3 separate regions of the Sus scrofa genome follow, and all the other regions are linked to region 2. The links are chromatin contacts, called in public HiChIP or PLAC-seq maps. All regions are on one chromosome and are shown on one strand. The core of a region is the stretch at or near the end of the contact, and the rest is flanking DNA. Distances in the headings are between cores, read along the strand shown.

Region 1 (2,700 bases), core at 90-2,589, 290 kb before region 2:
GCATGCTAGATCTAGAAGCAGGGGGTCTCCACCACTTGCCCAGATCCAGTCGGTGGGAGGGTGGGTGTTTTTTCCGGGTCACTGGCGCACCCTTTCTACTCCCAGCCACCTGCTCTGGTTCCATCCCGGCTCCAGGCTCTTCGGAGGGCGTCAGGGACATTCCAATCCTCCCACTAACCCGCGCGGATGTCTCTGGAGAGAGGGGGGCGCAATTGCTCTCCTTTTCCAGCGCCCAGCTCTGGCTAGGTTTCTTCTCAATTCCTAGTAACTCGAGTCACCCCGGAGAGGAAAAAAAGGATTGATAAAAGGTTTGAAGATTGTTTGTTTACAATGAACCAGTTGACGAAGCCCCATCCCTAACGACAGAAGCACTTTCTGTGAGCCGTCTACGCACGAGCAGACAATTGAAAGCCAAACTGCCGAGGTGCCTCCTCGCCAGACCAAATATGGTCACGAGCTCTCAGCAGCCTCCCTTGGAAATGCTGGCCTCGTTGGTGTCTACTCGAGTCGGGGCGCACCCAGGCCCGCCCTATGGGTCAGTCCCGGGATCCTGTGCTCAAAACTTCGGCACGGCACCCTGCATGAAGAGAGGGAGCGGCGCCTAGGACAGGCCCTTCCTCGATCTGGGCCCCTCACCCTCGTGCCCTCCGCCGCCCCCAGCCTTGGTTTCGGTCCGCAAGTCCTTGATTAAACAGGCTCGGGCCACTTTCCCTTTGATCCCGCCCCAAGTCCGTGGTAAACTCAAAGGAATGCAGATCCAGGGCTCCGCGGGAGAGGTCCGCGCGACCAGGAGGAGTGGGTGGGGGGTACCCGGCTCCTCTTACCCTGCAAAGTACCCAGCAAGCCCAGGGTTTTCTGCAGCCGGGGTGGAAAGAGGAGGAGGAAGGGGAGGGACGAGCGGGGGCAGGCAGCCTCTGGACTTGGAGGTCATGCATAATTCAACAGCTCAACTTTCGGGCCCGCCTCTTTCCTGGGAGTGGGAGTTTGCTCCAAACTTTGTTTATGGGACAGTCGGGGATCCGCGGCAGCCGCTGAGTCTGCTTCACCTCCGCCTCCTCTCGGAGCGCGAGCGCCTGAGGCCAGTTCGGGGGATGTGAGAGCCGAAGCCCCTAGGCTGCCAGGCACCGAGTCGGGTCGGAATTTGCCAGCCGGGCCCCGGCTCCAGCCCTGCAAGTTCGGAACGCACCCGAGTGACCCAGGCCCGACTGCGAGTTCGGGCGGAACGGCGGCCGCCGCACGCCCAGACTCGGCTTCTCTGCGCGCCCAGGTAGTGCCCGCTGGCGCGCGCCCGTTCACCCGGCACCACTCCAGGGCGCTTGGCTCCTCGGGTTCCGGAGGCGAGATATCTCGGAGTTGGCTCGGTTGAAACTTTTTTGGGGGCTGCCTGCCCTGGAAAGTTTCGACCTGTCCTTTGCCACTAGCAGTTCAGCCGCGTCTCCAGGGCAGTTAACTTCCAGCAGTGCCCTCCCCCCCTTTTCCTGGTAACTTCTGGGCTTCAAGAAAGTTGCATAATTCTCGAGGTTAGAAGGGACCCCTCCCCCATCCGGCTGGTCTTACTGATGGGTGTCTGGGGTCTCGAGGAGGACCCCTATGTGTCTCCTTTCTTTTCTTTTGATTCTACCCCCGCGCCCGCCCTGTACCCCTTTCTTCAACCTTACATAAAAAAGGTTAATCCGACTTCTTTTCTCCTTACAGAAGATGAATCCGGCCTCGGCACCCCCTCCGCTCCCGCCACCCGGGCAGCAAGTGATCCACGTCACTCAAGACCTAGACACGGACCTGGAAGCCCTCTTCAACTCCGTGATGAACCCCAAGCCCAGCTCTTGGCGGAAGAAGATCCTGCCTGAGTCGTTCTTCAAGGAGCCTGACTCCGGCTCGCACTCGCGCCAGTCGAGTACCGACTCGTCCGGTGGCCACCCCGGGCCCCGGCTGGCCGGTGGCGCCCAGCACGTCCGCTCGCATTCGTCTCCCGCTTCTCTGCAGCTGGGCACTGGCGCGGGTGCTGCTGGCAACCCGGCGCAGCAGCACGCGCACCTCCGCCAGCAGTCCTATGACGTGACCGACGAGCTGCCCCTGCCCCCGGCTGGGAGATGACCTTCACGGCCACTGGCCAGAGATACTTCCTCAAGTAAGTCAGCCTGGAGCTAGGGGGGACACAGAGTCATGATACTTAGCCCACCCACGCTGGTTCTTGTGCGTGTGTGTGCGTGTGTGCGTGTGTACGTGTGTGTGAAATGAGTGCCCTTCCACGGTTTTTTCCCCAGAGATCTGGGAAGCTTGAAGTAGGGAGTGAATCTCTGGGTATTGGAATTGTAAGAGATCAACTTGTAAGAGTCTGGTGAAGGTCTTACAGAGTCCTGGAAGTCACAAGAGATTCAGGACATGGAGATTCTTCAAAGTAGGAGTAAAAAAAGTGCTTTTTGGAGGATTCTCATGAAACACATAGGTGACTGTCCTTGAATCTGGAGTACCTATGCAGATTGCTGGACCCAAGCTCTAATCCCTTCCCTGCCCCCTCTAATCAGATAATTCAGAGCCTGGTCCATTGGGTTCGAGACACAAATGTAAATGCCAGAAAAGTTCTGAGGCTTGGGGAGGAGAGGGACTCTTCTTAATGTAGGGGTCTGCAGCCTCTCCATTCTTGGGAAAAGCAGGCTGGAAAAGTGAACACTGCCCAGTAAGCCTTACTGTTTCCAGCTG
Region 2 (2,700 bases), core at 108-2,607:
ACTGGATGCATGGTGGTGATAGAAGGATGTTTTTGTGAAGAACTTCCTCCCTAGATCTGAGCAGGTGGGACGTTCCAGCTTCCCTGTCTGTACTCAGTTTCCATCCATTTCCCAGGCCAGTCTGGATACCCACTCCTGTTAGTGTGCTCAGCTCCTCTTCCTCTTGGGTCTTCCACCCTATTTGCATCCCAAGTCACTAGCTCCAGCTGGTTCCTCCAGCTTGGTATGTGTCCTGCCCTCTAGATTTGGTCAGAATCCTTTAGATTCTGGCTTCAGCCTGAGCTTCCAGATTCACCAGCCAAGCTCACCTGCCATCTCTGAACTAACAATTCTTCATCCTGGGCTTCTTCCTTTTTTCTGTACTCTTCATACTTCCTAATGATGGAGCCCCTCCAGTTCTGGTCCCACCTGGACATCCTGTCCTCCTTCAGCCTTGCTGGCCAGTGCCACCTGTCACTCAAGGGCTAAAATGATTGAGAAGCCAACCCCTCTTGCTGCAAGATAACCACATCAGAAAGTTGGTTTAACACTGTTCTCTGCCTTTTCCTTCAAGCCTGTAACAGCTCATCTCAGAATCTGGCTGGTAGATGGCTGCTCACCCTTGCACACTCCTCAGCCATGTGTGTTTCTCTCGGTAATTTCAGGCTCTGTCAATCTTGTTTCCCCACTCTGCTTGCCAAGTTGCTTATTCTTCCCTTCCTTTCTTTTTCTTTCTTCTTCTTTTTATTCTTCCCCCAGGCTTTAGGCTTCCCGAGGCCCTTCCTGCTTTGCCTGACGGTAATATTCAGGAACAAAAAGGCGCCTGAGCTTTTTGTGTTGACTAATGCCACCTTTGTTTCGGTGCCAGGTTTGTTTTGGAGGCAGATGTCCAGGAAGGCTGGACAGTAGGCGTAGTCTTGCAGAGCACAGCAGAGGCAGAGGAAAGAAGGCAACTCTGTAATTTTCTCAACAGCTTCCTGAGATCTGTGGGTGATGGTTTGGACACCTTGCCTTTAACAGACAAGGAAACGAGCTCAGAGCTCAGGAGACTTGCCCCAGGTCTTGGATTAAATCAGTGCCGTGGTGGGAGCATACACAGAGCCTTCCAACTGGAAGCTACCCAGACAGCTGCAGTGGAACAGAATCGCAGCCCCAAGCTCGACTATCACGCTGTGGACGCTTGGCACTTACTGAAAAGTTGTAATATAGACTTTCCTGTTTTTTTTTCTAATCCTGTGAAGCAGTTACACAGTGAATTTCTTGTTGAGGATTAATCATTTTCTCTCTTGGCTATGACTGAGGCTGTTTCTCACGTCCTGCCTCTGGTTTCGCTTGTCCCAAGGATTTCATCTGAAGGGCGGGACATTTCCCCACCTCCCTCCACCCCAACCGGAGCCTGCAATCAGGACCAATGAAAGCCCAGTACCTCATCCACCCCGGTGCCTCAGAACTCAGAGTATTTAAGAGGGTGCAGGAATGGGCTGGGAACTCCTTTTGCTTTCTCCACAAACAGGCACGCTTTCATCTGATCTGGGCCATTGCTGAGCCGCCGCACAGTGAAGGAGAAAGAAATAAACTCCACCACCACCACCATGTGCTACGGGAAGTGTGCTCGGTGCATCGGACACTCTCTGGCCTGGCTCGCCGTCCTCTGTATCGTAGCTAATATTTTGCTTTACTTTCCCAATGGGGAGACAAAGTATGCTTCTGAAAACCATCTCAGCCGCTTTGTGTGGTTCTTCTCTGGCATTGCAGGAGGGGGCTTGCTGGTAAGTCACTTGGAACTATTACAGCCTTAAAAACTTCTCTCCCATGAAATGAAATATTTTCATAGAAAGTTTTCTATCAGGCATCTTTCCAAATCCAGGATTGTTGTTCATTCTTCTGAAGGCAGATTTTATGAACCCTGAGATGGGTACAGTGTATTCATTTTATTACATGTTGTTTTACAAAATCTCCTTTCAAAGAAAAGCAAACTCCCTTTGGGCTAAGCTCTTTTCCTTTACAGCTAGAAAGAGATATTAGTTTTAAAATCAGATTCTAGAAACTATAGCGTTTCAGGTCCTGCAGGAGGGAGTCATTTAACATTTGCTCCAGCAGGGGTGGGGGGGTGGAGGTAGGGGACACTGGGAGGAGTTGGCTGATTCTCTGTCTAAATCAACAGAGTTTTGGATCCAGATTCTCTGCTGTTTATTCTCAGGCATTTGTGACAGAAAAATAATGGATTGCAACCGCATTACTATTTAAAAAGGACTATAAATGTTCTCCTTTATGTAAGCCTGGGGTGTGGCGTTCAGGAAAAAAATCCTTCAGTTAGCAGCAAATCAGTGTCTGAAGCTAATAGTGGAATGTGTTGCTTTTTCCAAGGTCTGTTTCTAAGTGAAGTGAGAGGAATTTGCCTGCCAACCTGGGAGTTGAAAGCATTAGCTTCAACCACAGCATGGAAAGAATGTGGACAAACTTGAGTTTGCCACTTTAAAATGCTGGCATTAAGAATTTTGAAGAGAAGTTTTATGGAATTGCTAATACCCTACAGAACACTTTTCTTAGTCAAATAGAGTGTATTTAAACTTAATGTACTAACTGTGGTATGGCAAATCTATTTTGAATTTAAGCATTACTATCATGCTAACATAATGACTTGTCTTTTTTCCCTACTAGTTCTCGAGTTAGTTTTTGTTTTGTTTTATTGAGGTATAATTTCAGAATCATTTGTTTTTA
Region 3 (2,839 bases), core at 243-2,742, 370 kb before region 2:
ATAATATTATACCCATTTGTAGACTCAATTCAGCATTCCTTATTCCCCATACAATGGGAATTTTCTCAATGCACAAACAAAACCTTCTTCAGAAAATGCCATTTTTGGAGTTCCCGTCATGGCTCAGTGGTTAACGAATCCAACTAGGAACCATGAGGTTGCGGGTTCGATTCCTGGCCTTGCTCAGTGGGTTAAGGATCCGGTGTTGCCGTGAGCTGTGGTGTGGGTTGCAGGATCGGCTCAGATCTGGTATTGCTGTGGCTGTAGCGTAGGCTGGAGGCTACAGCTCCGATTGGACTCCTAGCCTGGGAACCTTCATATGCCTCAGGTGCGCCCGTAGAAAAGACAAAAAGTCAAAAAAAAAAAAAAAAGCCATTTTTGCTTATCTGCAACTTATAGTCTAAGTAAAAATTGTGCTCTCTCTGCAAATGCTCTTCAAGACCTAACAAGATTAAGGACCTGCCTTTCTATACCCCAGTGGAGGAGACAATTTCAGTTTCAGTCAGATGTGAGGGATGAGGTAGACACAGAGAGCAGAGCTAAAAAAAAAAAAAAAAAAAAAAAAAAAACTCTTCCAACGTTCACTTCTGCTCAGGAGACTTGAAGTATAGAAAGCTGTCTCAATCCTTAGATATAACCACAGATGTGAAGTCTCTCTTTTCCCCTACCCTTTCCGCCATCAAGAGGGTGATATTTGAAGAGTCACATTCCTATCGATGAGCAATTCTGTAGTGTAGTTTCTTATATTTAAAACCACAGCAGATGGGAAGAGTGAGTTGGGAAAGGAACTGAATTCTCACACTATCCTCAACACATGACATTAAAGAGAAGCATAGTCATTGGCCTACTTTCTTCCTCATCTTTATCAAGTTCTGATACAAACCTGTTACAAACCTTCAGCTTTCAGCCTGCTGTGTAGAATGATGAATTTTGGAGCATGTGATCAAGGGATCTGACCTTCTTTCAGCTCTGTCACTGGCTTATAACGTAATCTTTGGAGCTTCGATTCTTCATCTGAACAAATGATATCCCACGCTGTAAAAACGATCCACCTGTACAAACAATGCCATGGCTACTGAGCGCATTAAATGAGATAGATCAATATAACATACACAAAAACTCCGTGGAAACTAATAACTCTATAAAAGTTACTTTCAGTTGCTTGGCCTGTCTCGCAGTTTCCTTTTCATCTAAAGGGAACAATAATGGTACTTACCTCATAAGGTTCTTGGGAACTCTAAATAAGTTAATATATGTAAAGAACATTTCCTGACATAGTACTTAATGTTAGCGATTGACCTTATTAATGTAAGCGCCACAAGGGGGCGTGTCGAATTTTAAACTTCTCTTCATCCTCCACAGAGCCTAGCATCCTGCGCCCAGCAGAGGACCTCTCATTTGAGAACAGAAGAACCCTCTGATCCCAGTATGCACCGCGGCAGAAGTTTGCGAGTAGGACTGCCGAAAGCCGGAACTCAAAGCTCGGGGACGCTGAGGCGCCGGAGTCTCTTTACGTTTGGACAGAAGGCCCGGAAGTGGCGAGGGCGGGGATAGTGCTGCGGGTTGAAATCCGCATACCGGTGAAGATGCTGCTTGACCTGTCCGAGGAACATAAGGAGCATCTTGCCTTCCTGCCGCAAGTGGACAGCGCAGGTCAAGGGCGAGGCGGCAGAGGGTGGTGCTCTGCGCTTTGGGGAGGGGATCGGTGTCGTGGGGCGGGGGGAACCTCACGGTCTCCTGGCTTCCGTTGCAGTGGTCGCCGAGTTTGGGCGAATTGCGGTGGAGTTCCTGAGGCGAGGCTCGAACCCCAAGATCTACGAAGGCGCTGCGAGTAAGAAAGGGAAAGGTGCAACCTTGCAAACTGCGCGGGGAAGTGCGGGCCGTTTTCTGTTGCCCTGGAGACGAAAGGATTATTGAGAATCTAAGGGTTTATTCCCGTTGTAGCAGAATAAAACAGAAAGGCTCTTCCGTTAGGGCGCAAATCCTGCCGGTCCTCTAAGTATTGTTTTTTAAAGCTTGTATTAAGTCGATTTCATCAGGTGTAAATAGACATACCATCTGCCAGAGTTACCGTTGCTTAAACGCACCCAAGTGTGTGGAATCGATGGGTGAACCATAAATATGCAAGTGTTTAGTTATTATTAGGTTTTTTAAATTTTTTACTAAAGTATAATTGATTTACAATGTTACGTCAACCTCTGCTGTACAGCAAAGTGACCCAATTATGTATTTTCTTTTTCTCATGTTTTCTTCCATCATGTTCTAGCACAAGTGATTGGATATAGTTCTCTGTGCTGTGTGGCAGGACCTCATTGCTTATCCATTCTAAGTGTAATAATTTGCATCTGCTAACCACAAACTCCTGCTCCATCCCATTCCCTCCATTCCCACCCGTGGCAATCACAAGTCTATTCTCCATGTCTGTGAGTCTGTTTTTGTTCGTAGGTAGGTTCATCTGTACCATATTTTAGCTTCCACATATAAGGGATATCACATAGTATTTGTCTTTCACTTTTTGACTTAGTATAAGAATCTCTAATTGCATCCATGTTGCTACAAATGGCATTATTTCATTCTTTTTTATGACTGAGTAGTATTTCATTGTGTGTATGTCACACATCTTCCTAATCCATTCATCTGTCGATGGACATTTAGGTTGATTCCATGTCTTGGATATTGTGAATTGTGCTGCTATGAACATAGGGGTGCATTATCTTTTTTAATTATAGTTTTTCAGGATATATACCCAGGAGTGGGTTATTATTAATTGTTCAAACATCTGCTTTTGCTGAAGTATTCCTTCCTGCCTCCCCCTACCCCGCACCCAGAGGAAGGGTGG

What was found. HiChIP or PLAC-seq counts read pairs in DNA pulled down with a chosen protein or histone mark.
Region 1: an H3K27ac HiChIP or PLAC-seq map of skeletal muscle shows a contact between it and region 2. The contact joins the promoter of WWTR1 here to the promoter of TM4SF1 in region 2. A contact is called at or near these places in 1 of 47 Hi-C or Micro-C datasets (heart right ventricle) and 1 of 2 datasets of contacts at active chromatin or transcription factors (skeletal muscle).
Region 3: a contact with region 2 is called in an H3K27ac HiChIP or PLAC-seq map of skeletal muscle, with 5 times the contacts expected there. The contact joins the promoter of COMMD2 here to the promoter of TM4SF1 in region 2. A contact is called at or near these places in 1 of 47 Hi-C or Micro-C datasets (heart right ventricle) and 1 of 2 datasets of contacts at active chromatin or transcription factors (skeletal muscle).

Annotation. Positions count from the first base shown.
Region 1 is chr13:89,888,186-89,890,885 of Sscrofa11.1, reverse strand. WWTR1 (WW domain-containing transcription regulator protein 1) reads left to right here and starts at 1,339. Exons shown (of 8, transcript XM_013992351.2): 1 at 1,339-1,520; 2 at 1,696-2,080; 3 at 2,083-2,128. The coding sequence starts at 1,699.
Region 2 is chr13:89,598,717-89,601,416 of Sscrofa11.1, reverse strand. TM4SF1 (transmembrane 4 L6 family member 1) reads left to right here and starts at 1,357. Exons shown (of 5, transcript XM_003132478.4): 1 at 1,357-1,748. The coding sequence starts at 1,572.
Region 3 is chr13:89,968,237-89,971,075 of Sscrofa11.1, reverse strand. It overlaps COMMD2 (COMM domain-containing protein 2), which reads left to right and starts at 1,492. Exons shown (of 5, transcript XM_003132482.5): 1 at 1,492-1,653; 2 at 1,754-1,831. The coding sequence starts at 1,587. It overlaps LOC102162381 (a long non-coding RNA gene), which reads right to left and starts at 1,415. Exons shown (of 3, transcript XR_001299763.2): 1 at 1,217-1,415; 2 at 884-1,052.